2 separate regions of the Canis lupus genome follow, and region 1 is linked to region 2. A link is a contact called in public Hi-C data. All regions are on one chromosome and are shown on one strand. Each heading gives the region's core, a stretch centred on a gene start, on an enhancer-like site or on the middle of the called end of the contact. The rest is flanking DNA. Distances are from core to core; before and after follow the strand shown. Region 1 holds the start of HEATR1 (HEAT repeat-containing protein 1). Region 2 holds the start of MTR (methionine synthase).

The links. Hi-C and Micro-C count contacts between places; a contact is called where the count stands out from the background.
Region 1: a Hi-C map of blood shows a contact between it and region 2, with 4 times the contacts expected there. The contact joins the promoter of HEATR1 here to the promoter of MTR in region 2. A contact is called at or near these places in 4 of 9 Hi-C or Micro-C datasets (amygdala, blood and skin fibroblasts).

What each region holds. Positions count from the first base shown.
Region 1 is chr4:3,870,052-3,873,220 of UU_Cfam_GSD_1.0, forward strand. It overlaps HEATR1 (HEAT repeat-containing protein 1), which reads left to right and starts at 1,745. Exons shown (of 45, transcript XM_038533827.1): 1 at 1,745-1,864; 2 at 2,134-2,307; 3 at 2,885-3,101. The coding sequence starts at 2,166.
Region 2 is chr4:3,697,998-3,701,070 of UU_Cfam_GSD_1.0, forward strand. It overlaps MTR (methionine synthase), which reads right to left and starts at 1,528. Exons shown (of 33, transcript XM_038533820.1): 1 at 1,103-1,528. The coding sequence starts at 1,136.

The DNA.
Region 1 (3,169 bases), core at 495-2,994, 170 kb after region 2:
CACTTTGAAAGGAGGCAACTTGATCTGACAAGTTTCAATCCCTCATTTATCTATTAATCCAACCAATTCCAGTTAACATACTTTCAATTCCTATTTTGCATAGAGGACCTATATGAGAACTGCACTCATGACCATTCACCTTTGCATCTTTGTCCCCTCCTTACCTTCCTCAGAGCACAATTTGAGTTCCTATCTGTCTCCTGAACTGCAATTCTCATTGTCCAAATAAATGCCTGTTTGCTTGCCTTCTCAGTGAATTATTTCTTGGTTGACAAAGAGTTGATCCAAATACCCGTCGCACTTTTCTTTTAATTTTCATTTTGATAAAGCTTTTAAAAATGCACTCAGGAATTTTTAAAGAAAGAAAGCAAACATGTCTTGTGGTTGAAATGGTACTGATTTTCTTTTCTTACTACTTTAACGTCTCCCTAAGCTGATTGCTCTTGTGATGGCAAAATTCCCTTGACACATTAGGACAAAAAAAAAAAAAAAAAAAAAAAATTGAGAGATCTGTTTGTGAAGGTAAAGTAGATACCACCAGGACTTTTAAAAGTCCTGTTACCCTCTTAAGGCAATTAATACCACATGAAAAAGAAGATTATTAACTATCTGTAGGAATAACTGAAGAGATTTTTGGGTTGTTCTGAATGCTCTTAAAGCAAAACAACAACAAGCTCTGTTAATAGAAGACTAGAATGTGCACTGAGCATAGAAGCAGGGAGCCCCCAAATGTGCAACTGTTTCCAACAATCTTCAGGGAAGAGAGCTGTTGAAAGACTAACGTCTTGGTACCGAAAAGTTCATCTCTTGAGAGACACGAATGTATCCAGAAAAGGCATAGGAGGACATCCGATCATTCCTGCGTCCTGTGTAGCTCCTTGGAGAGAACTCTCATTTGCAGCACTTACACATTGCTTTGGAGACAGAGGGTGGTGTGTTCACTTGGGACAGTCTCCGGCCACATTCACCTCTAATGATGCCGAGGCCAGCAGGCGGGTGCTTGGGGCCTGGAGTGGGATGGGGATCACCGCGAAGGAGCAAGAGGGAACTTCCAGGGGTGGCGAACACTTTCTATGTCTTGACTGGGGAGATCGTTATGCCTCCCTCTTCATTTGTTGCAACCCCTAGAACTTTTGAGCTGTGGTAGCGAATGCGGTTTGTAGGTTGTATCGCAACGGGGTTAACTATAGAAGAAGAAGAAGAAGAAGAAGAAAAAAAAAAAAATCCCAGCGTGTGGTCTCCAGAAATGCAAAGTGGTTACAAGAAGGTCCCCTCCAGCTCCAAGGCAGCGGCGTGCAGGGTTTACAGAGCGCTCCCACGGCGCGACCCGCAGCTCATCTCACGAAGTTCCTAGCCTTTCTCTGCTTGGTGGAGGAGGTCACAGACTCGGAGAGACGAAAGAGCTCGGGGAGCTCACACAGCGCAGGGGCGCCAGCGCGGGCCTTGAGCGCAGCCGACGTGACTTCACAGCTCACATTTTTAAGCCCTGGCGCCATCTGTGGTACACAGTAAGCTCTGGATAAATATAGGCGTCAAAAGAAAGGTTCCAGTTACAGATCCGTAACGCTCACGGGAGCTCGCCCCGCACCGAAGCCTTCCGGCGCCCACCGCGGGGCGCCCACTCGGAGCCCGCAGCGGAGGAGCCGCTGGGAGGCGGAAGGGGCGGGGCTTCCACCCAGAGAGGCGCAGTCAGCCTATCGCCTTTCTGACAAGCTTGTACTTCTTCTCTTGCCGTAGTGCCTGGGGCCGGAAGCTCTCCCAGCGTGCTTTGCGTTTCCGGGCGAGAGCCGGCCGCTCGGGCAGCGTGTGGGAGCTGCTGTGAGGTCTGGTTAGTCTGTACGCGCCTCCCCGAGTCAAGTTCTCGGTAAGCAGGGGCTTTAGCGAAGTAGGCGTTATCCCAAGGGAGGGTGTCGAGTCCTGCGGAGTCGGGGCTGAAGCAAGCCATGGCGCGGCCTCAGGGGCTTTAATTAAAGCTGCTGCTGTGGTGTCTGCTCCGCGGAGGCCGTGCGTCCCGGGCCAGAGGGGTGCGGCGCCGGCTGCGAGGGAGGTTACTTGTATGTGAGGCGTCCGAGGCTCCCAGTTAAGCCACCTTGCAGCTTCCTGGAGACTTTTCACGGTGGTTTTGTTTCCTAGCCGGTGTTTTTAGAAATCTGCCGGCGTCAGAGATGACGTCCTTAGCCCAGCAACTCCAGCGACTCGCCCTCCCTCAGAGTGACCGCAGCCTGTTATCAAGAGATGAAGTTGCTTCTTTGTTGTTTGACCCCAAGGAAGCGGCCACCGTCGACAGGGACACCGCCTTTGCCATTGGTGAGCGATCCACCCGTTAACTGAGAAAATCTGTGAAGCATTTCTCGCGGATGTGACTATCGTTTTCTCTTCTGACCCTCCCTCTTCCTTAACAGTTTCTAACTTGTTGGATTCTGTTGTTCAGGGAGAGAGAATGACAGCCATGTTCTAGATGCTTGAAAACTGTGCAGGTACCGGTATCTAAATTTCCCAGATGAAGAAACAAGGTTAGGGAAGTTAATTTGTAGAGCGAAGAAGGACAGCTCAAAAAGGGAGGAGGCGGTGGCTGGGCTGCAGGAGGCCTGGTTACTGAAAGGGTATTTTTGTTGTTGTTGTTGTTGTTGTGTTATGTTGTGGGATTTTTTGTTTGTTTGCTTTTTAAAAGACTGGCTCCTGCCAGGCAGAACTTTCTATTTCTCCTGGTTGGAAAGATAGGATTTATCTTTTATGTTGAAAACTAGAAATCTGTGTTTGGGACTGTATCATAGATTATACTTGCCGAAGAAATACAGAGATTTTGGGGGTAAGTAAAACTGTAAAAGAGGAGCGAGATGAGTTTGCTTGCAAAGAATTGTTAAATAAACCGGCCTTTTCCTAGGATGCACTGGCCTGGAAGAGCTGCTGGGGATCGACCCTTCCTTTGAGCAATTTGAAGCACCGTTGTTCAGCCAGCTAGCAAAAACACTGGAGCGCAGCGTTCAGACCAAAGCAGTGAACAGACAGCTGGATGAAAACATTTCATTATTTCTTATTCATTTGTCTCCTTACTTCCTGCTGAAGCCAGCACAGAAGTGTCTGGAGTGGTTGATTCACAGGTAGCATATAAAATTTATAGAAAGAATTACGGGCTAACAGCTTTGACCTTTTTAAAAAACTTAAGCAA
Region 2 (3,073 bases), core at 278-2,777:
AGGGCAGATTCTCCCCAGTATCTCTCACAGTGAAAACAGAAGTATATTGCTTTGCATTTCCCTCATTTAGCTAAGGCATTGTGCTGCTGATAATATTTAGATGAAAAGGAAATCATGTATTTCCTTTTTTAATTAAATGGGAAGGCAAGAAGTCACGAGGCAGAGGTATCATTCAAAGAAGTACCACCTCTTCTTTTATGGCAACAGTGATAAAGTGTTTCTGTCACATTTCCACTGGTTTCAAGCACAATTTTACCAGTCCCATATCAGAACCCTAGAATACCAATAGGGTCACTAGCTCACCTCTGATAAATGCCCTTCTGAGTTCTGAATTCAGTATTCACCCCCTCCCTTGACTATTTCGTCACAGCCAGCGGCTGTCTGGTCCGTATGACTATTCTCTTCTTTCTACATTTCCTACCTCATTCGTCCCGTGTTTTTATGGGTATGTCTGACCCCAAATGTTAACCAGGGATGACCTCCGAGACCCAGCGCTCATTATAAAGCTGAAATGACTGCCAGTTCTTGAGCTAGACCAGTTTTTTGTCGGTGTTGACCTCAGAGCCACCAGTTTCAGAATCCCCTGAGATGACTCCTCCCCATCACGACCCACGATCTGCCCGTTTTACACAGTGTTTCCCTGCACACTGCAGCCTGCAGAACTTCTGCTCCACCCCTGGTGTGGAAAGGAAGCGTTCGCTCAAGTTTTAAATAGTTCTTGGGTTTCCTTATCTGTCTCCCAACGGATCAGGAAGCTCCCTTCGGATGAGCACAGCAGGTGCTCAACAAACACGTGGTTAGTAACGGCGTCAGCTCAGGGCAAGCTCCCACCGCGCCCTGCCGGGCCGTGCTGCCCCGGACCGCACAGCTGCTCCCACGCTAGGAGCGTGCGTCGGGCGCTCGGGGAGAGCGCGGTGCTCGGCGGCCGCGGGCGGTCGGCCGGGCCGGGGAGGAGGGGAGCAGGTGCGGAGGGATCGAGCGGCGCCGCGGCGCTCCTCGGCGCTCCTCCGCCCTCCCGCCCGCGGGGACAGCCCCAGGGGTTCGGAGCCCCCGGCGGGAGCCACCAAACCACCGCACCCCGGAGAGCGGGCGGCAGCGTTACCGGAAGGCGTCAGCGCGGGCAGCGCCGGGGACATGACGCCGAGTCTCCTCCTCCGCGGGCCAGCGGCGAAGCCGGGAAGTCGCACTCTGCGCAGGAGGGCACGGCCAAAAGCGACGCCAGCCAGCGACGCGGAGCCGGCCCCGAGGCCCGGGTCGCTGGAGCCCCCGAGGGGCCCGGAGCCCGCCGCGCGGCACCTGCCGTGGACTGGACCCGGGGCGGCGCGGCGCGGCGCGGCGGGGACAGGCGCGTCCTCGGCCTCCGCCACGCTACAGCACGTGCTTTCTCCCCGCTACCCCGCCTGTCCTCGGCGCGGGGCTGGCGGCCTCGCACGCGCGACCCGAGGCCGGCTCGCGAGAAAGGCGCGGGCTGGACCCGACGCGGAGGACGACGCGGCGCCCCGGGCACGGGAGCGAGCACCTCAGGCCCCCGGGGCTTTGGGACACCTTACGACGCCGTTAGTGTCTGCGCTCAATCTAGCCTCTGTGCGGGAGGTCCCGCCCCTCCGGCCTGTGATTGGTCAGTCCGAGCACGTCGCGGCTGTATTGGTTGATCTAGTTCAGCCAATCGCCTGAGGGCTCGCCCCACGGCTCTATGGGAGATGTAGTCCAAGGTCCAGCGCAGTCGGTGTTGCCGGAGCCCAAAAGTCCCAAGTCCAGCGGAGGTTGGACGCACCTCCGAGCCCGACGTCCGGAAGTGTGACCGCCGTGGCCTCTCCAAGTTTAAGTCCTGCTATGAAGCTGGCGCTGGCTTGGTCGTGTCGTGGCGTCAAGAGCCGGGAATTTGGAATCCGAGGAGCAAGTTCTAGTCACGTTTTGCTATTGACTGGCGCTGTGCGAGATCATTAGACTCAGCCTCACCGCGCTACGGGCAGCAGAGGAGAGGGTGGCAGTTACTGCTACTTCATCAGGTAGGTTGTCGTGGGAAGACAAATGAGACCATGCGAATACGCTGTGAAAACACACGTTTATGGCCACTTACTGGCAGTATCACTATTGAACACTTAGCGCTGTGAGGTGCATCGGGCTACTCACTTGCAACGCAAAGGAAGACGAGCTGCGTCACGCGCACACACACCCCCCTCTGTCTTGGGGAAAGGACTCAGTAACTGGGAAAAACTAGCCGCGGAACAGGGAAAGTGAGAACCACTTTGTGCCCAAAGAGCTGCGGTCCTCCCCGAGTGTTGGGGGAAAGCTTCAAGGAAGTGACTGAGACTTGAAATAGGAGCATGTGCCCAGCAAGTAAGGCCATTCCAGAGCAGAGAAACTCCCCGAGTAGAACAGTACTTGAGAGAATTTGAAAATAAAGGATGCCTCTGGAAGGATGAGCATGGTTGATGGGAGGAAAACAAATGGATCTGGAATAAAATGGAGACCAAATTGTGTGAAGTTTACTAATCTTTTTCTTTTTGAGGTACCGATTTGCAGGCCATTTTCATCTTACTGTATGTAATTATACCTAAGTTTCGTACACCTAAAAAATTAGGGCAGCCCGGGTGGCTCAGTGGTTTAGCGCTGCCTTCAGCCGAGGGCGTGATCCTGGAGACCCGGGATCGAGTCCCACATCGGGCTCCCTGCGTGGAGCCTGCTTCTCCCTCTGCCTGTGTGTCTGCCTCTCTCTCTCTCTCTCTGTGTGTGTGTGTGTAAATAAATAAAACCTTTTTAAGGAAGTTCTGTTAAAAAAAAAAAGAGTATAATAATGATGGGTCTTTAGCATCTTTACTGAAAATGGTCCCACTTGGAGAGCAAAAACTGATGTGGGAGAGAATGGAACAAAAAAGAGTGTGGGAGGGAGAGGATGGCCTTGAAACTGAAGATCTTGTTAAGATTGTAAGGTTTCAAATTCTCACTTGTCTCACAGGTTTGTTGATGTGTCCCTTGGGTTAAAAATCTTTTAGGTACCTAGTTACTTAGTATTCTCCATCTTAGCAATTCCTCTTACTTAGGAATTGTGGATCAGGCTCTGTATTTAGCT